2 separate regions of the Mus musculus genome follow, and region 1 is linked to region 2. The links are chromatin contacts, called in public HiChIP or PLAC-seq maps. All regions are on one chromosome and are shown on one strand. The core of a region is the stretch at or near the end of the contact, and the rest is flanking DNA. Distances in the headings are between cores, read along the strand shown.

Region 1 (3,640 bases), core at 1,036-3,535, 210 kb after region 2:
CCACCCATCCATCCATCCATCTGCCTGCTCTCTGCCCGTCTAGGCTGAGAGGAGAAATCCTGGGCTGAAGCAGGATGGTGAGTGTGGTGGCTGGGATGGTCCAGAGACTAACCATCTCTCAAAGCAGAAACTTGTTTTATTGTATCAGTCTTTTGTTTATATAGGGTTGAGGAAGGAGGTGGGGATTTTTGGTGAGGCAAGATGACATGGGGGTGAGGAAGAGTGACAGAGCGTATAGGGTGAGATGATGTATGGGGTGGTGTGAGATGACAAGGGATGTGGGGTGATCTCATGGGGCCTATAAGAAATTGGCACATCAGCGGTAGCTAGGCAGAGGCAGGCTTACACTGGTCATGTATGGAAGTGACTGAGACAGTTTTCAAAACTTGAGCCAGGCTTGGATTTGTCCTCAAGGTCCAAACCAGGGACAAATAGGGCCCAACATCCATCCATCCACCCATCCACCCATCCATTCATCTATCCATCCACTCATCCATATACTCATCCATGCATTCATATATCCACCTACCTAACCATCCACTCATCATCTGTCCATCTATCCATCTACTCGTTCATACATATGTAAACCTACCTACCTACCCATCTGCTCATCACCCATCCATCCATCCATTCATCCTTCCATCTATCCACTCATCCATGCATGCATACATCTACCTAACCATCCATCCATCCATCCATCCATCCATCCATCCATCCATCCACTCATCCATGTATTCATACATCTATCCACCCACTTGTCCACCCATAATCTATCTATCTACTGATCCATTCATCTAACAATCTATTTATCTATCCCATATGGATAGAAACACATCTGAAATATAATTCATATTAAAATGGTTTTTTTTTTCAACGCTGGGATATTGGATGGTTTTAGGGGTTTTTTTCTTAATGTTTTCTTTTCCTGTTACTTAACTACAGTGTGAGTCACTTTTAACAATGAAATTATTATCTCTTAAAAGGAAGAGGCTGATATGGGATGAACTAATGGATCCTTTTCAACAGTCCAGCCTGGGAAACTATTCTGAGAGATGAACAGAGTGATTCTTGCACACTATTAACTCCATCTGCCAAGTGGAAAACATCCCTCTGTTTTCAGTTTGGGGTCCAGGTTGATGGATGGGACTTTTCCATTGTGAAATATGCATGTTTAATTATCATTTCCACTGACCTCAGTGTTTGTACTCACAATATACATCAGCTGAATGCACAGGCTATTAATCACAAGGGTTCTGTTCAGGGTTTCTCTGGGCCAAGCTTTCATTGCATACTTTAGGATATCCAAAGTGTGGACACTACTGTGTCTGAGTTCCAAATTTCAAGAACGGACAAAAAGTGACAGGCATGGCTTTCCAGTTCCGGGTCTTACATGTCACTATGAGGGAGGTTACCTTCTGCTCAATGTCACCCCCCTGTGGGGCCCTCCTTGATGACTTTTGAAGTTAAATATATATTCCCTTGATTAAAATACTCTTTCCTTCTTTTAAGAATACTTTTAGTAATGTTTGTCTGTGTGTGGGGAAGGGGTGACATGCAAGCCAAAGCTTGTGTGCATGTGGAGGGCAGAAGATAGCTCGTGGGAGTCAGTTCCTTCCTTCTGCCATGTGGGTCCTGGGGTTCAAACTCGGGCCATCAGACTTGGCATCGAGCAAGCGCTTTACCTTCTGAGACAGATCATTTGCCTAGTGGCACACTCTTTGACTGAGAAGCTAAGTGTCTTTTTCCTCATTGCACACCTTTCGGTATTCAAATATACTTGAGACAGCACTGATGAAATGGAATCCTTGTATATCTTGAGCTTGTATATCTTGTATATCCTTGTATTTTGAGCTTCCCTGAAAGGGATGATCAAAACTCTGGCCTTTGTGTTGACCCAGGGCCTCAGTTTGTCCTTTTGGAGAGAACCATTCAGAATTCAAGTCAAAGAAAGTGGGTTTAGTGTTAGGTTGAAAAGAATCTGTGACAAATGCAACAGTAAAACAAGCCTGGAATTTTTAATACTTCTATTTATTGGAATAGGTATGGACTGGAGAGGCAGACAAAACTTACACAACAATGAACAAGGGAAAGGAAAACTGTGGTTGCTGTGTCTGAGTTCCAGGGACTCTTAATAAAGGCATATTCCGATTGGGAAGAAACAGAAGCCTATCTGCGCATACAAATGTAAATCACTTCTTTGAAACAAGGTCTTTAAACACCTCACCCCTCCTGGGCCAGGCATGCGGGTCACATGCTTCCTGTGTCTTCAGAGCTGGGCTCCACTTATTGGGAGCCACTGCAGGAGGGAGGACTTGTTTGAAACATGCTTGACTCCCCCATCAGAGCCCTAGCCCCTCCCTAGGTGTTTGGCCTCAAAGGTCAGTGTTTTTCCCAGTCCACCACAGCTGGTTTATGTCTGCTTTTGCCACCGGCGTTTCCACCAGGCGGAAAGCTTTGAAAAGGCTCCAGTCACATTTTGAAACTTCATGACAAAAAATTGAATGTCATCCAGAGACTAGTTTAGGATTTAAACATCGCTGTCAATCTAGGCTGTCACCACCACGAGATTTTTTACCCCGACGATAGATCACGGTGATGTGCTGGCCCTGACGGGTCTTGGACTGTTAAAACGATTGAGAACGGAATCTACTGGGCCATGCAAATAAATAAAAAGAGACAGGGAGTGTCAACCCTTGATGTGATTGCCTTCTTGGTTGTCAGGTCCTGGATGTTTCCAACCAGGCGTTTCCTGTTCTTTCCCGGTAACAGTCTGTGCAATGGGAAACAGAGGAAGTGGGACCTCCACTTCCTCACCAGTTTGAGGGTTGATAGTTTTGATCATTGAATGGCTAAAGGACAGACTAAAATGGAGACACCATTAGAACTGAAGTCAGATTCCAAAAATGTGTGTCTGTGGACAGAAAGAACAGGTCACAGACGCTGATTGCTGACATGAGCTGATCTAGGCAGGCAGAGAAGGAAGTACAAGGGCCAAGTGAGAGGAATCATGGAAGACGGGATGTAGAAACTTTAAGATGGAGGAACGTAGACATAGAAATGGTTGGATGTAAATGGGAAGGTGTGGTAGACATGTGAAGGGCTTGGATGGAACGGTCTAGGCACAGGAAGCAAGCCACCATGACTGACAAGAACTAAGCCACCCCTAAGTCAAGAAAAGATCAGAATGAAGATGTTAGTGGCAATGGAGTAAACGACCATCGCCACCAGCAAGGGGACTCATGGAGCACTCAGGATTGGAGATATTCAGTTTTCAGCCAGGGAGAACCCAGGAAGGACAAACAAAGACAAACTGGTTGGTTCTGTGGGTAGGATGTAGGCTCTTCCGGGACAGTGTGAGAAGGAGCTAGTGATGCACTTGATCAGTTAATAGCCCGGCACCAAAACAGGCAGATTCCCTGGTCACCTCTACAGGCAGGATCCTTGCTATCTATTCCATGACTTCACTCTCCTCATTTGTAGCGAGAGGTGCTTGCGCCAGATGGGTTTCCAAGGCAGTTCCCAATTTGGGAGAGAGTGGTTGGGGGCCCTGTGAGGAGGCACCCTGTTTTAGGAAGATTCATCTGGCCCTCTGGCAGTGGCTTATAAAGAAGGCTGATGAATCTTCACCAAAACAACAAGC
Region 2 (3,662 bases), core at 906-3,405:
TAAACAGATAATGGTATTGAACATTAACCACCCTGCTTCCTTTCATTTTTGGATATTTTTATTTTATTTTTTATTGTACTGGGTTTTATTATGATCAAGAAGCTGAAAGCTCAGGCTTCACTTGGGGTTACACCCATATAGTTCACCCCTAAACCCCCAAGCCTGTCAACTAGGCATCTTTTCTAAAAGGCTCTACAACCTCTTGGAACAGGCACCAGCTGGAGGCCGAGTCTTTGACCCCGCGAGCCTGAGAGGGCACATACTGGAGATGCTGAATTACCCGCATGGCTTGATCCTGACTTCACAAGGCAGGCTGCTTATGCCTGGTGATTCCCATCCTACGTGTAAGAGGAGGGGCAGGTGAGAAACAAGAGGAATCCAAGCATCTACAGGAGGCCCATGTCTTAGGATCACGCTGTTGCCATGTAAAACGCTCTGACCAAATGAACCTTAGGGAGAAAAGCGGTTATTTTGCTTACACTTCCAGACCACAGTTATCCATGACAGAAGTCAGGGCAGGAACTCAAGGTAGGGACCTGAAGCTAGTAACGTTTTCTTATGCCACCCAGGACTATCTTCCTAAGCAACGGTACCGCCCACAGAGGGCTGAACCCTCCTCCATCAATTGACACCGGCATGGCAGTCTAATCTGGGAAATCTCTTAATGGAGACTGCCCTCTCAGGTGACTCCAGACTGTGCCCACTTGGCAGTGAAAGTTAACGGACCAGTTACTCTATGCAATGCCAGACTCCTTATGAAACATAGCATGTTGAAATCCTTTTTTTAAGAAAACGGTTCTATTGGGGGACTTTCAAAGCTTCTCAGTTCTAGTCCTGGCTGCGAAGTGGGAAATTCAGTGACACCAGGTTCACCAACATTGTCTTTTCTCTTCGATCATCTTATTATGCCGTAAGCTCATTTCAGAGAAGGATAAATCCTGCCGAGATGAGAGAAAAATAATGATACCGAATTAGCTAGATCGATGGCGAGAGTAATCCAGGTGAAATTCTTAAACGCTGGATTGGGAAGGGCAATTCAGCACGGGCTACGATGTCTCCAACTATACAATTTATTCTCCACCATGAAAACGGATGTGCTTCGTGAAATACTTCTGCACGAACCTTTTATCTAGAAACAACAGGAATTTTAAGACAGATTAAGGTTTAGTGTCTCAGAAGATTATATTTCGAGCAGACTGTCCTCAGAGGGGTCCGCTTAACTGTTGACAAGCCGGAGGAGGGGGAGTCGCAAGGATATTTGACATGAAAAATGTGTATTTTCTCTCTGAGTGTTTACTAGCGTTCACAAGTAGCAGGAAATGAGCCGTGAAATGTATTGTCAAACATTCAGTGCTCAAAATATAATACATTACCTGGAGTGGAGCTCTTTGCTTTGCGAGAGAACCTCATTCTGCATTTGTCCACCGGAAGGATGGATGAACTGGCCTTTTATCCCGCCCTTCCCAAGTCATAATGGGCAGAGGCAGCGGAAATTGGCAAATGAATTTCCAAAAGCCATTTACATCTCCCTTCCCCCTGAACTCCCTGGAAGACAGAGGTTTGGAAAACTCAGGCTTGCTTCTCTGCAATTAGAGCTAATCACATGACCCAAATTCGCCCAATGAGATCTGGGTATTAGACCCCCCCCCCCCCCATGCGATTCCAAACAGAAACTACCTGGTCATTGCTCTTTCTCAATCAGGGGCCTGAACTCTCTGGAAAGGACTAAAATTCAGCCTTAGAAGAGCGCATTTGCATGAAGGCTGTTATCCCTTTCTCATCTCATAATAAAATCCCCGTGGAAAACAGGTTAGGAAAGAAGGCGTTGGTTTGGCTTGGCGTTGGAGGGGATAGACTCGTGGGATCAGGGAGGCATGGCAGCAGGAGCTTGCTTACATCCACATCGGGGAGGATCAGGAAGCAGAGAGCAAGTTGGAAACAAGGCCAGGATATAACCCCAAGGCTCGCCCCCAGAGTGCCCCACTTCCTTCCACCTTTAAAGATTCTGTAACCTCCCAAGACAGCTGTCTCCACTGGGTGGAAAATAGTGAAGCACGTGACCGGATAGGAACACTTCACATTCAAATTACAGTCCGCGGTAAACACGGTAAACACCGGCTTCTGCTAGTCCTCAGATACCACCCACCCTCCTTTGTGCCACGTTCAGTCAGTCACCCGAAGCTGCCTACTTCCTGTGGTTAAAAGGTCTGGACCAGTAGTGACCTCCAAGTCTGCTCATCACTTATTGTGCCTATCACCCGTTGCAGAAGTGCAGGGGCCACCTGGTAGTCATGAGGTCTTGTGATTTCAATATGAATGGTTCTTCGTAGGACATTTGCTCCCCAATTGGCAGCAATGTTTGAGGAAGTTGTAGAAAGTTCAGGAGATAGCCTTTTTGGAGGAGGTGGGGACCCGGAAGCAGGCCTTCCAGTTTTATATCCTAGCCCTTTGTGCTGATCCCTCTGTGATTCCTCTGTGTAGGATGCCACAAGACCAGCAACCCTCCTGTTGCTCTCCCTGCCCACTGCTGCATCTCCCCAGCCATGATAGACTGTATCCCTCTGGAACCCTAAGACAAACACAACCTTTCTCCCTTGAGGGCCTTTGTCAGGATATTTCATCACAGCAAAGAGAATGTCAGTAAGATAGTCCTCAAGTGAAACACAGGAAGGTTGACAGAATTTTGGAAGAATTAGTATGACTTAAAACCTCACATCTCAACAATGAAACATTGAGCTTCATAATAAGCCAGAATAGTTCTTGCCCAGCCCGGGTGGATGTGCCTGCTGTGCAGGGGATTTTCTGGCCTTTGTTTTACCTTTGTGGATCTTTTCCTTTGATCTCCCTTGGCTTTCTTTTTAGTCTTTGCTTTTAAGATTTAGCTCTCTCTGGACACCGCCAAATGTGCTCTGTGATCCAGATAATATTTACTAGGAGAACAAAAGGAAGAAACAAGAGACTAAAACTAAAGCACAAGAATTTTTCTGTTTTGAATTTGGCTTTTGTAATCCATTTTGTTTATAGGCCCTAATATACTTTATCTCTGTTCTTTTCTTCCTCACTTTTAATTCATTTAACCATGCATCCATGCATCAATTCCTCTACCACCTATTCATAGATTTATTCACCCATCTAGTCACCCATCCACTTATCTATCCATCTATCCATCTGTCCATTTATTTATCCATCCATCTATATATTCAAACATCATCCATACATCCATTTATCCATTCATCTATCCATCCCACCCATCCATCCATCCATCCATCCATCCATCCATCCATCCATCCATCTATCCAACAATATCTATCCATCAATCCATCAATCCATCCATCCATCCATCCATCCATCCATCTATCCAATAATCCATTCATCCACCCATCTATCCAACAATCCATTCATCCATCTATCCATCCATCCATCCATCCATCCACCCATCCATCCATCTATATATTCAAACATCATCCATACTTCCATTTATCCATCCATCCATCCATCCATCCATCCATCCATCCATCCATCCATCTATCCAAATATCCATCCACTCAGTTAATTAATATTTATGGGGTACCTGCTACCTACTTGGCACCAAGTTAAGTTCTTGGGATTTCTGTTACATGGACAAAGCAGATTCATTCCTTGGCTGAGATTACATCTTAAAG

What was found. HiChIP or PLAC-seq counts read pairs in DNA pulled down with a chosen protein or histone mark.
Region 1: an H3K27ac HiChIP or PLAC-seq map of embryonic stem cells shows a contact between it and region 2, with 2.1 times the contacts expected there. The contact joins two enhancer-like sites. A contact is called at or near these places in 1 of 484 Hi-C or Micro-C datasets (cerebral cortex) and 4 of 115 datasets of contacts at active chromatin or transcription factors (embryonic stem cells and large pre-B cells).

The regions. Positions count from the first base shown.
Region 1 is chr2:169,726,511-169,730,150 of GRCm38.p6, forward strand. All of the region lies in intron 1 of Tshz2 (teashirt zinc finger family member 2), which reads left to right. Among named protein-coding and RNA genes, the nearest start is that of Gm34344, 61 kb to the left of the region's middle. Within about 2 kb of position 2,286, at least 22 of the 459 cell types and tissues checked have an H3K27ac peak or open chromatin away from gene starts, as enhancers often do. A contact at or near this core is called in embryonic stem cells, where this site is marked.
Region 2 is chr2:169,513,501-169,517,162 of GRCm38.p6, forward strand. No RefSeq gene overlaps it. Among named protein-coding and RNA genes, the nearest start is that of Gm34112, 20 kb to the left of the region's middle. Within about 2 kb of position 2,156, at least 38 of the 459 cell types and tissues checked have an H3K27ac peak or open chromatin away from gene starts, as enhancers often do. A contact at or near this core is called in embryonic stem cells, where this site is marked.